Regions from separate parts of the Sus scrofa genome. Here region 2 is linked to region 1. Evidence: chromatin contacts called from public HiChIP or PLAC-seq data. All regions are on one chromosome and are shown on one strand. The core of a region is the stretch at or near the end of the contact, and the rest is flanking DNA. Distances in the headings are between cores, read along the strand shown.

The links. HiChIP or PLAC-seq counts read pairs in DNA pulled down with a chosen protein or histone mark.
Region 2: a contact with region 1 is called in an H3K27ac HiChIP or PLAC-seq map of alveolar macrophages. The contact joins two enhancer-like sites. A contact is called at or near these places in 1 of 47 Hi-C or Micro-C datasets (liver) and 1 of 2 datasets of contacts at active chromatin or transcription factors (alveolar macrophages).

The regions. Positions count from the first base shown.
Region 1 is chr3:11,370,827-11,376,798 of Sscrofa11.1, forward strand. LAT2 (linker for activation of T-cells family member 2) reads left to right here. Exons shown (of 13, transcript NM_001243411.1): 13 at 513-1,270. It overlaps RFC2 (replication factor C subunit 2), which reads right to left. Exons shown (of 11, transcript XM_021086337.1): 9 at 5,703-5,783; 10 at 4,202-4,315; 11 at 2,663-3,084. The coding sequence ends at 2,974. Among named protein-coding and RNA genes, the nearest start is that of RFC2, 19 kb to the right of the region's middle. Within about 2 kb of position 2,170, at least 5 of the 83 cell types and tissues checked have an H3K27ac peak or open chromatin away from gene starts, as enhancers often do. A contact at or near this core is called in alveolar macrophages, where this site is marked.
Region 2 is chr3:11,643,070-11,648,480 of Sscrofa11.1, forward strand. GTF2IRD1 (general transcription factor II-I repeat domain-containing protein 1) reads left to right here. Exons shown (of 26, transcript XM_021086345.1): 23 at 971-1,048; 24 at 3,702-3,894. Among named protein-coding and RNA genes, the nearest start is that of GTF2I, 11 kb to the right of the region's middle. Within about 2 kb of position 2,327, at least 14 of the 83 cell types and tissues checked have an H3K27ac peak or open chromatin away from gene starts, as enhancers often do. A contact at or near this core is called in alveolar macrophages, where this site is marked.

The sequences.
Region 1 (5,972 bases), core at 920-3,419:
GAGAGGTTCAAGGCTATGGCTGTGTGAAATTTACACCCTGGATCCCACACAGAGAAGGGTCTGAATACCACAGGTTGGCGTCCACACCGGCGGCCTGATCCCTGTGCTCTAGTAGGTCGAAGTGCAAGGCCAAAGGCAGAGTGAAATTAGGGCCTGATACCCTGGGTCAGGGTCAGGTCCCTTCTCGGGTGTAAGGGAGAGGACGTGGTTTGATGGTCCCGGTTACAGGACACATGCCAGCAAAGGCCACTGCCACCATGCAGAGGGCATTTCTGCACCCAAGGCAGGTCCAAGCAACCCAGACCTCGGCCAGGACCAATGAGCAGTCAGGGTTTCCAAAAAAAAGCAGCTCTTGGAGTATGCTTAAGGCTGCTCGAAGGGCGTGTTCTACACTCCTTGGACCTGCCCATCACTGTGCATCCTCCTCTGACCGGGGCCGGTCACTCAGGGGCTGAGGCGACAGTGTTGGGCCAGGCACACCTCTTCATTAACCCTTTGCCTCTTCTTTGAAGGAGCCCAGGAACCATTTATCATCACCCCCCCAGGATCCCTTCTCCAGAGCTGCTCAACTTCTAGACTCTCCCCAGCTGTTCCTGGAGGACCACCCATCAGGCCACCGGGCACCCAGCCCAGGAGCAGACACTTGCCCAGGAATGGCCCTCTGACCGGCTCCCGTGGGCGGGGCAGGAGCCTGGCACCCAGGGCAGCTGCCACGGTGGTATGATGCCCAGGACTTTAGGCGGTAGCATCTCCTTAACCACACTTAAAATGTACTACATGGGTGTTTATGTCCTTTTTTGCTTTGGATCTTGATCCCAAAATTGCTTACTAATGTCAGTTGCTGGGATTTTTTCGTGATGGATAAGCTTGCACAGTTAACTTATAGAGGTGGGACTGTATGTAACGCTCTGCGCCTCTGGGCAGAGGTCTGTGTCTATCTGGTCTCCTACAAGCATTACAGGTACTAAACGTCAGCAGTTAGGGGAGTCCTGTGTGCCCTTCTTTGTTGACTGATTTCGAGACGCGGCCCTGAGCCATCCTGACGACCCTTGGATGGGAGCGTCTGCTGTGGACGGAGAGCGTGTCGGTTCTGGAGAAAGGCAGGCAGACCCGAGTGGCCCTGAGTGACGTCACCTGGATGCCCTAAATCCTCAGCTGATGGGGCAGAAACGTGACTGTCTCATGTGAAGGGCAGGGGCCCACGTCAGAAACACGAGTCAAAATGCCTCATCCAACCAAAAATGTCTCAATAAACTGTTCCAGTTTAAGAGCAGTGACCCTCCTGTCTCTTCCTCCTGCTTTGTGCAGAACCTTCTAGGAGAATGAAGGTCAGGCCTCTTACAGAACCGGACCCAGAGGCCAGGAGAGAGGGCTGGGGACAGAACTTGGTCCCTGGGTCCAGCCCTCGTTCCAGATGTTGCATCAATACTATTTTTCCCCCCTTTTGTCTGTTTAGGGCCGTACCCATGGCATACAGAGGTGCCCAGGCTAGGGGTTGAATGGGAGCTACAGTTTCGGGCCTGTGGCACAGCAACACAGGATCCGAGCCTCATCTGCAACCTCCACCACAGCTCCCGGCAATGCCAGATCCTTAACCCCCTGAGCAAGGCCAGGGGTTGAACCCACAATCTCATGGTTCCCAGCCGGATTTGTTAACCACTGAGCCACAACGGGAATTCCTCAAAACCGATTTCCCCTAAGAAGGTGTTAATGCTGCACGTTGGGAAATTAGGAGAGACACCCAGAACTCAGCTGCTGGGCCACGTTCTCCCTCCCGCCGAGCAGGCCTGACCTCACGGTGCGGGGAGGACAGCTCAGGCCTGAATGCAGATGCGGCAGGGCTGGGAGGGGCTCCAGGGGGAGGGGTCGCCCCGCTGTCCCTGAGTGTGGGAAGCTGGGGTCTCACCTCCATGACGGGCACACGGCATCCCCTTACCCCACGAGGATCCCGGGGCTCCAGGCAAGCAGAAGACTAAAAAGGCAGCCAAGGCAGTCGGTACAGCTCCCCCACACCCATCTGGAGGACCTTCATTCCCCCCCAATCAAAAGGCGAACCCCCACAGCCGGTCTCCCTGGCGCCTTTCCCTTGGCCGTTCCACAGCGTGCTCTGGGGACGCCTAACCCTGCCTGGGGTTGGCCTCAGAGCAGATGTGGGCACGGGGTAGGGCGCGAGTGGGAATGCGGAAGGAACAGGCTGGCCACGTGCTGGTGAAGCTGTTAAGACAGAGGCTGAGGATGTGAAAGTTCATTCTCTCAGTCTCTGCTTCATGTCTAACTGCTACTTTTTTCAGAATTTTTAAAAATGAAAAAAACGGCACCTTGCCCTGCCACCCCCCCCCCCAAAGGCAAGAGAAACAATTCTACAAATTAATACCAAATTCACTAGGAAATCCTCACACAAAGGACACGCAGCTGCACAGACGGGGGACCTGGCAGGCGCTCCCGGGCCCGTCTGCGCCACCCTCCTCGGCCACTCTGGCCAAGTCCCTTCTGAAGCCCCGGGCAACGCTGAGTAGTCGGTAAATTATAGCAAACCGCACCTCACCTTGTGGAATTGTCCTCTCGGCTTCTAGAAAAATTTACGTTAGCCTGTGCAGCCTGTTACTGAAATCACCCTTCTACCTGCAGGACGCTAGGGACGTGCAGAGAAACAGGAGGCGGCTTTCCTTGTAGCCTGGCACTGCCATGTTACTGCCGGCAAAACTGGACAGTTTTATTAGTAAAATGCCAACATACGCACGGATCAGGAGCTGTGCCCTGGAGGGTCTCAGGGCCTTTCCACGTGGTCACCACAGCATGAGGCTGAGAGAGACGCGCACGGAGCAGTGGGGCTTAGCTGGAAGCAAGGTGAAGGCCAGGAGGCCATACGCCAGGGCTGGTCCCCCGCAATACTTTTTCTGAATGGGAAGGCTGTGAGTTCGGCCTCTCAGCGGCAAAGGCTCCTCCTGCAAGCCCGTCAGCTGGTTCTCTGCTCTAACTGGCCACCGGGGCCACTGTCTTCTGACACAGCCTGGCCAGGAGCCCTGCCATCTGCAAAAGGGAGTTCACGCCTTCTGCTACTCTCATATGAGTGTATCCGATTTCCTGAGGAAAAAAGTCAAATGCAAATCTGGTTATTAAGTGAGGGAGGAGTTTAGTTTTTAAAACCTGAGTGAATGGTTTGCTCAGAACGGATGCCGTGAACTCAAAACTCCAGCTGGATGATCTGAGGTTCAACTTATTTCCTAAAAGGATGCTGAGATTTCTTGGAAAGGTACAGCTAAGAAAAAGAAAAAACAAAAAAAGCCAGACTGGGAGAAAACATTTACAGATTTTTTTTTTTTTTAATCTTTTTAGGGCCACACTTGGGGCATCTGGAAGTTCTCAGGCTAGGGGTCAAATCAGAGCTGTAACCATCGGCCTACACTACAGCCATAGCAACAACAGATCCAAGCCACATCTGCGACCTATACCACGGCTCATGGCAATTCTGGATCCTTACCCTACTGAGTGAGGCGAGGGATTGAACCTGCATCCTTATGGATACTAATTAGATTCTTAGCCCACTAAGCCACAAGGGGAACTCTAAGAGACAATATAAAACACCTGTCTAGAGTTCCCGCCGTGGCACAGCGGAAATGAATCCGACTAGGAACCATGAGGTTTCAGGTTTTTGATCCCTGGCCTCACTCAGTAGGTTAAGGATCCGGTGTTACCGTGAGCTATGGTGTAGGTTGCAGAGATGGCTCGGATCTGGTGTGGCTGTGGCATAGGCTGGCCTCAATTTGCCCCCGTGCCCTGGGAACCTCCATGTGTCATGGGTGTGGCCCTAAAAAGAGAGGAAAAAAAAGGAATACTCAAAACTCAAGAACCCAATCCAATTTAAAAATGGGTAGACTTGGAATTCCCTTGTGGCACAGTTGGGTTAAGGATGCAGTATTGTCACTGCAGGGGCCCAGATTCAATCCCTGGCCCAGGAACTTCCACACACCATGGGTGTGGCCAAAAAAAAAAAAAAAAAAAAAAAAGAAAGGATAAAACAAATAACTACCCCTCTGATGAGGAGAGTCACTCTGAGGGACACCAGGTCACTGCCTGGCAAGACTGGTTTAAACACTTACTGATCATCTTCCAGGCGCCTGGAAGTAAAACAGAAAAACAGAGCAAACCACAGCGTGGCCCACATTCTTGAGGAGAGAGACACTGCTTGTCGCTCACTGACCTTAATAAACTCCAGTTTCAAGTATTCTGCCATCTGGAAGGTTTTACACACTCGAAAAATGTTGCCAATGATGTCTTCCGGGGAATAGCCAAGATGCCACAGGTGAGCGAGGATCTGGGCAAAAGGAAACACACGGGGCTGTGTCACACGGTAAAGGACAGGGACGCTGGGGGATCTTCCCAGCAGGCAGAGATGACACCACAAACAGATTAAACCACTGCAAGATCATCTCCTACTCTGCACTCTAACACCCTTAGCTAAGGCGTCAAATACACTACTTTTTTTTTTGCTTTTGCTTTTTAGGGCCGCACCCGCAGCATATGGTTTCCTGGCTAGGGGTCCAATCAGAGCTCCAGCTGCCAGCCTATACCACAGCCACAGCAATGCCTGATCCGAGCCACATCTGCGACCTACACCACAGCTCAAGGCAATGCTGGAATCTTAACCTACTGAGTGAGGCCAGGGATCGAACCTGCATCCTCATGGATACTAGTCGGGTTTGTTAAGGGCTAAGCCACTACGGGAACTCCTTAAAAGCACACCATTAATCGTCCCCTACAGTACCTGTGTAAGTGTCAGCTGTGCTCTGCCCAGCGGCCCCTCACGACACACAGCCCCTGCACGATTAGCCCTGCAGTGATGACCGCAGTGGTCCCTGCCTCCTGCCTTCTCAACCCCAGCCCAGCTCCAACCCTCAGCCGCCCAACTCCGATAGCAGACTCTGGGGGGCGGGGGTTGCTTGTGCCTTTGCTTGGCTTCCTTCAGGCCGAGTACCCTGTCCCCGGTTTCATGTGAGGTCTGGCCCTGTCCTAAACCCAGTCAACTCCTAGCTTAGTTTGGTGGCGGGAGGGGGAGGGCATGGGCTGTGATCAGACCAACAGCCCCAGATCACAGCACTGCCGCCCACGGGGACTGGAGCATCACCTGAACCCCAAAAATGCCCACTGGAATCGGCTCACCAGACCAGGCTCTGGGGCCAGAGCGCCCATTCCCAGGCTCTTCAGGAAGAGAGAGGGCTCTATTAATCTTTTTTTAAGCTGTGCCTGCTGCGTGCAGATGTTCCCCAGGCCAGGGATGCAAGTATATTAAGTTTAAGCAGTGGGATTTAGAGCATGGGGTCTGGCCTCTGAGTCTGTTTTCTGACCTGCAGAGCGTGCCCAGCGCCCAGCCTCATTTAGGAATGCAGTGGAGGAGTTCCCGTCATGACTCGGTGGAAACGAATCTGACTAGTATCCATGAGGATGCAGGTTCAACCCCTGGCCTCATTCAGTGGGTTAAGGATCTGGCGTGAGCTGTGGTGTAGGTCACAGATACGGCTTGGATCCTCTGTTGCTGTGGTGTAGACTGGCAGCTACAGCTCCGATTCGACCGCTGGCCTGGGAGCCTCCATATGCCTCAAGTGCAGCCCTAAAAAGACAAAAACAAAAAGCAATGCAGTGGAGCTAGGTCCCCAGCACAGGGAGCACCCCCGCTGCCCTGCTCAGGGAGGAGGGGGACCGACCTTGTAGGCCTCATCGATGTTGGCGCTCACGCAGTGCTGGATCATCTCCTTCACCAGCAAGGGGTGGGGCTCGTCGCAGACCTGGCCAGACGGAACAGAAAGGCTGGTCAGGGGCTGCGGGGGACCATCTGAGGGCGAGCCCTGGCAGACCCACGTCTGGGCAACCTATGTGGCCAACTGCACTGGCTGTTTGCCTTGAGTTCTCCGGCCAAGAGAACTGGTTTTGGGAACACCTCTCTCAACACCAAGTTGTCACCAAAGAGAGTTCGG
Region 2 (5,411 bases), core at 1,077-3,576, 270 kb after region 1:
GGTTTTCCTGCCTCAGCCCCCAGGCCCTGGCTCCCTGCCTGCTCCCAGTCTGCTCCCCACGCCCCGCCGCAGAGACCCAGCCAGTGGGATCTCTTCGAGGGCGCCCAGGCAGGGCCCTTCCCGGAACTCCAGCTACCCCGCAACGCGGGGCACAGGCCCGCAGGTGCCCAGACCTTCTCCGTCCCATTCACTCCCCGCTTCTCCTGGCCCAGCCAGGCCCCGTGTCTGGGGCTCCACTGACCCCAGCTGCTCTTCAAGGCCCAGGAGAGGGCCGAGGGGAGCACAGGGTCCAAGCAGGAAGTGTGTGCAGCCCCTACACCCTCAAAATGTGCCTGTCTCCCCGGTCACAGGCCTTGGGTTCTTGGTGGGTGAGGCAGCCAGCGTAGTTCCTGATAACCCAGCTTGATCAGGCTGGCACACGCCACGCTGGACCCGTCCCCGCCCCTCCCCTGACACCACCACCTGCTCTAGCCGCACCCAGCATACCGTGACCTTTCACCCTTCGGTGCCCTCGTTTGGGCCAGTCCTACATCTGGGGTCTTTTCCCACCCACACCCCATCTGTCACTCGCTTCCCAGGAGGTCCCTTGAGCATTCTGCTCTCCCAGGGGCCTCCCCAGACTTGCATAGACGGGGTAGGTGCCCCGGTCCAGGCTGTACTGCTGGGTGGGCGCTATGACCGGGTACCATCCCCGCCAGGCTCTGAGTCCCGGGGAGGAAGCTCACGGTCCCCCTCTCCCCCGGGGTGCTCCGGGCCTGCCGTGGGGCCTGTGCTGGGGAAGCTGTTCAGAGAATGTGGGATGAGTGGATGGATATACAGACAGCTGAGGCCAGAACCACCACAGGGGCGTGGGCGGGCCCTGGAGAGCCTGTTCCCGCAGGTGAGGGTCTGGGCCGCCACGTGGGAGAAGAAGCGTGTCCGCTGGCAGAGGCCACACTGACCCTTGTGCCCCCTTGTCTTCCTCTCGCAGATGAAGATGATGCCAACAGACTCGGGGAGAAGGTGATCCTCCGGGAGCAGGTGAAGGAGCTTTTCAACGAGAAATACGGTCAGTGCGTCTCGGGGGAGGGCAGGGTCGTGGCGGGGGGGTGGGGGGCTGCCTTCCTTGGGGAGAGGAGACCCCTGCCCTCCGCAGCCAGCCTGGCCTCCAGATGCCCCCAGCTGGCCTGCCCGCTCCCTGGGGACATAGTGGCCCTGCCCATGACGGTCGGGAGCTGACCCCTCATTCTCCCATCCAAGAAAGGAGAAAAACCCCCGATCCGCAGTGCACACGGCAAGGACGGCAGTCAGCATTTCTGCTCCTCTAGCGCTGGGCTGTGTGGCAAAGGCCGTGGCCCACAGCCAAGTGCTTGTTCATGCAGACGCTTGTCTGCCCAGCTGTCTCTCAGCCCTGAGATTCCAGGCGGGGGGGAGGTCTGACCCTGCCGTCAGGGGCCTCAGTGTAGGGGGAGGAATTGGCGGTGGAATAATGAGAGGTTCCAGGTCCTGTGCAGAAGGCATCCAGGTGCCAGGGCGGAAGCCAGGATGGTGCAGTTGCTAATACTGTTACCACGGGTTGAGCGTTTTCTAGATGACTGAGAACCAGGCGGTACCAGGTGCTCGCTCTACATGTCCTTTGCGATGAATGTATTAGTATCATCTCCACTTCGTACTGTAGCAGAGAAGACAGTAGGAAAAAGAGAAGAATTGCAGAGGGTGACAGGAAAACAGGCCAATGGAGAAGTGGGGGGAGGAGGCTGCGGCTAAGACGGGAGTCGTCACAGCCCGTCTGGACCAGTGAACAAGAAGGCTCCTTGCAGGAAGGGACTTTTGAGTTTTGTTTTTTTGGTTTGTTTTTGTTTTTCTTTTCGTTTTTGTTCGTTTTGCCTTTTCTAGGGCTGCACCTGCGGCATATGGAGGTTCCCAGGCTGGGGGTCAAATCAGAGCTGTAGCCACCGGCCTACGCCAGAGCCACAGCAACGCGGGATCCGAGCCACATCTGCGACCTACACCACCGCTCACAGCAATGCTGGATCCTTAACCCACTGAGCAAGGCCAGGGACCAAACCCGCAACCTCATGGTTCCTCGTCAGATTCGTTAACCACTGTGCCACGACGGGAACTCCTAGTTTGTTTTGTTTGTTAGGAGCACCCATGGCATGTGGAAGTTCCTGGGCCAGGGACTGACTCTGATCCTTAACCCACTGCACCACAGCAGGAACTCCAGGGACGTTTTCACCAGGACTTGAATGTCAGGAGGGGACAAACATCAGAGAGAAGTTTGCCAGGCGGAGGGAACCGCTCAGGGAGCAGGGCGAAGGCAGGAGGGCCTGGGACCAGGCACGGGAGCTGGTGGGAGGCGGATCCCAATGAGGGAGGAGAGGCGGGCAGGCGGGGGGTTCATTTTGAGACTAACAGGAACTCTGCTCGTGGTTTGCGGTGTCTTTTTCACTTCTTATTTTGGAGTCAGTTTTCAAACATACAAAACCAGAGAGAACAAGGCAGTGACGCACCATGCAACCATCCCCCGCCCCGCTTCTGCACTTACCAGCATTTTGCCAATTTTATTTCATCCATTTCCTCAGGCTCGCTTTGATAGTTTTAGTATTTTAAAACAAACCTAAGGGAGTTCCCGTTGTGGCCCAGCAGATTATGAACCTGACTAGTATCCCTGAGGATGTAGCTTCAATCCCTGGTCTCGCTCAGTGGGTTAAGGATCTGGCGTCGCTGTGAGCTGCGGTGTAGGTCACAGATGTAGCTCAGATCCCCAGTTGCTGCGGCTGTGGCGTAGGTTGGCCGCTGCTGCTCCGATTCGACCCCTAGCCTGGGAACTTCCATATGCCACAGATGCGGCCCCAAAAAAAAAGAATTCGACCACAGCAGAAATTGGCACAATGTTATAAATCAACTATACTTAAAAAAAAAAAAAAAAAATCTGGCTGCAGCAGCTCCAGTCACTGTGGAGGTGCAGGTTTGACCCCCAGCCTGGGAACTTCCATATGACATGGGGTGTGACCATAAGAGGAAAAAAGGAATCTGAGACATCATGTCATTTCATCCATAAATACTTAAGTAAGGACCTTTTTTTGTTTTTTTTAGGGCCGCACCTGCGGCATATGGATGTTCTCAGGCTAGGGGTCTAATCGGAGCTGCAGCTGCCGGGCAGCAACGCCAGATCTGAGCTGCATCTACAACCTTCACCACAGCTCACAGCAATGCCGGATCCTTAACCCACTGAGCAAGGCCAGGGATCGAACCCACAACCTCATGGACACTAGTTGCATTCGTTTCTGCCGCGCCACAACAGGAATTCCCAGGTGTGGTTTTTTTTTTTTTTTTTTTGGCCACACTGGAGGCATGTGAAAGCTCCCAGGCCAGGGATCAAACCTGCATTCTAGCAATGACCTAAGCCACAGCAGTGACAATGCCGGATCCTTAACCCACTGAGCCACCAGGGAACTCCAGGACTTACTTTCCCTGACACAATGTTAGTGGGAGGTCCGGGTGTGCACACTGGGCAGGTGTAAAAGTACCTGTTTCGCTGTCAGTGTTGGGTGTGGGATTTTTAGTTTTGCTAACTGGATGTTTTTTTTAAGGGATGTGTGTGTTGACGTGTGAGCTCTCTGTGGTGTGGTGGCTGCTGCGTGGGGCTGCATCCCCGCCCTTCCCCCAGAGAGCTTGGCTTTGACAGGGTCCCTTGCCCTGACCCCCGTGCCCTCTAGGTGAGGCCCTGGGCCTGAACCGGCCTGTGCTGGTCCCTTACAAACTGATCCGAGACAGCCCCGACGCCGTCGAGGTCACGGGCCTGCCTGATGACATCCCTTTCCGGAACCCCAACACGTATGACATACACCGGCTGGAGAAGATCCTGAGGGCCCGCGAGCATGTCCGCATGGTCATCATCAACCAGCTCCAGTGAGTGTCCCCAGCAGCTGGGGGCGGGGCCGTGGAGGAGGGTGCTGCGGGGATCTGGGGGGGGGAACCCCCAAAGCACGCCCACCCAAGCGTTGGAGAGAGAGAAAAGGAGGGAGGGGGGCCCTTTCACTTGCACAGAATCCAGGAGACAGGCCAGCTGAACACTCTCCTCTTTTTTTTTTTTTTTTTTGCTTTTTAGGGCCGCACCTGTGGCATATGGAGGTTCCCAGGCGAGGGGCAGAATCGGAGCTGCAGCTGCCAGCGTACGCCACAGCCACAGCCACAGCAATGCCAGACCTGAGCCTCGTCTGCGACCTACACCACAGCTCATGGCAACACCAGATCCTTCACCCACTGAGCGAGGTCAGGGATTGAACCCTCGTCCTCCTGGATCCTTAGTTGGGTTTGTTACCGCTGAGCCACAACGGGAACTCCAGCACGCTCCTCTTAAGGATGAGGAAACTGAGGCGTCCCCTGGTGGTTCAGCAAGCAAAGAGTCCGGCATTGTGAGCGCTGTGGCTCTGGTTACTGCTCTGCTCTGGCTTGGGTCCGATCCCTGACCCAGGAACTTTCATATGCCTCAGGCACAGCCAAAAAAAAAAAAAAATGGGGGGAGTTCCCTTCATGGCTCAGTGGTTAACAAACCCGACTAGGAACCACGAGGTTGCAGGTTCGATCCCTGGCCTTGCTCAGCAGGTTAAGGATCCGGTGTGGCCGTGAGCTGTGGTGTAGGTTGCAGACACGGCTGGGATCCACGTTGCTGTGGCTGTGGTGTAGGCCGGCAGCTGTAGCTCAGATTTGACCCCTAGCCTGGGAACCTCTATATGCCGCGGGAGCAGCCCAAGAAATGGCAAAAAGACACACACACACACACACACAAAAAAAAGGAAACATATACCAGAGTGAGGAAAAGGATGGTCTAGGTCACAGTGGGTCAGCTGGGCTCCAGACCCGGGTCCCAGTGCACTCAGGCTGCTGGAGCAGAGCATCACAGGCCGGGGGGCTTAACAGTGGAAACGGATTTCTCGCAGTTGTGGCGGCTGGGAAGTCCAAGGGGCGCCGGCACATTGGGGGTCTGGTGAGGCCGTGTTCCTGGTTCAAGGGTGGCCCACTTCTCGCCGAGTCCTCACATGGCGCAAGGGACCAGGAGGCCCCCTGGGGCCTCTTTCAAAGGGCCCTAGTCCTGTTCATGAGGGCGCCACCCTCCTGGCCTCATCACCTCCCAACAGAAACCCCCACACTGCGGGGAGGAGGTTTCAGTGTTTGAATTTTGCAGGGCCACGAGCTTTCAATTTGCAGCACCAGGTGTCCTGATTCTAACCCCTTTCATCTGAAGCATTCATGGGTATTTGCTTATTTTTTTAAATTTTTTTATTGTTGGCCCCGTCTGAAGCACATGGAAATTCCCAGGCCAGGGATCAAACCTGTGCCACGAGCCTCAGTGACAGTGCTGGATCCTTAACTCTCTGCCATGAGAGAACTATTTTTTTCAATTTTGATTAAATCTGACTTTTTTT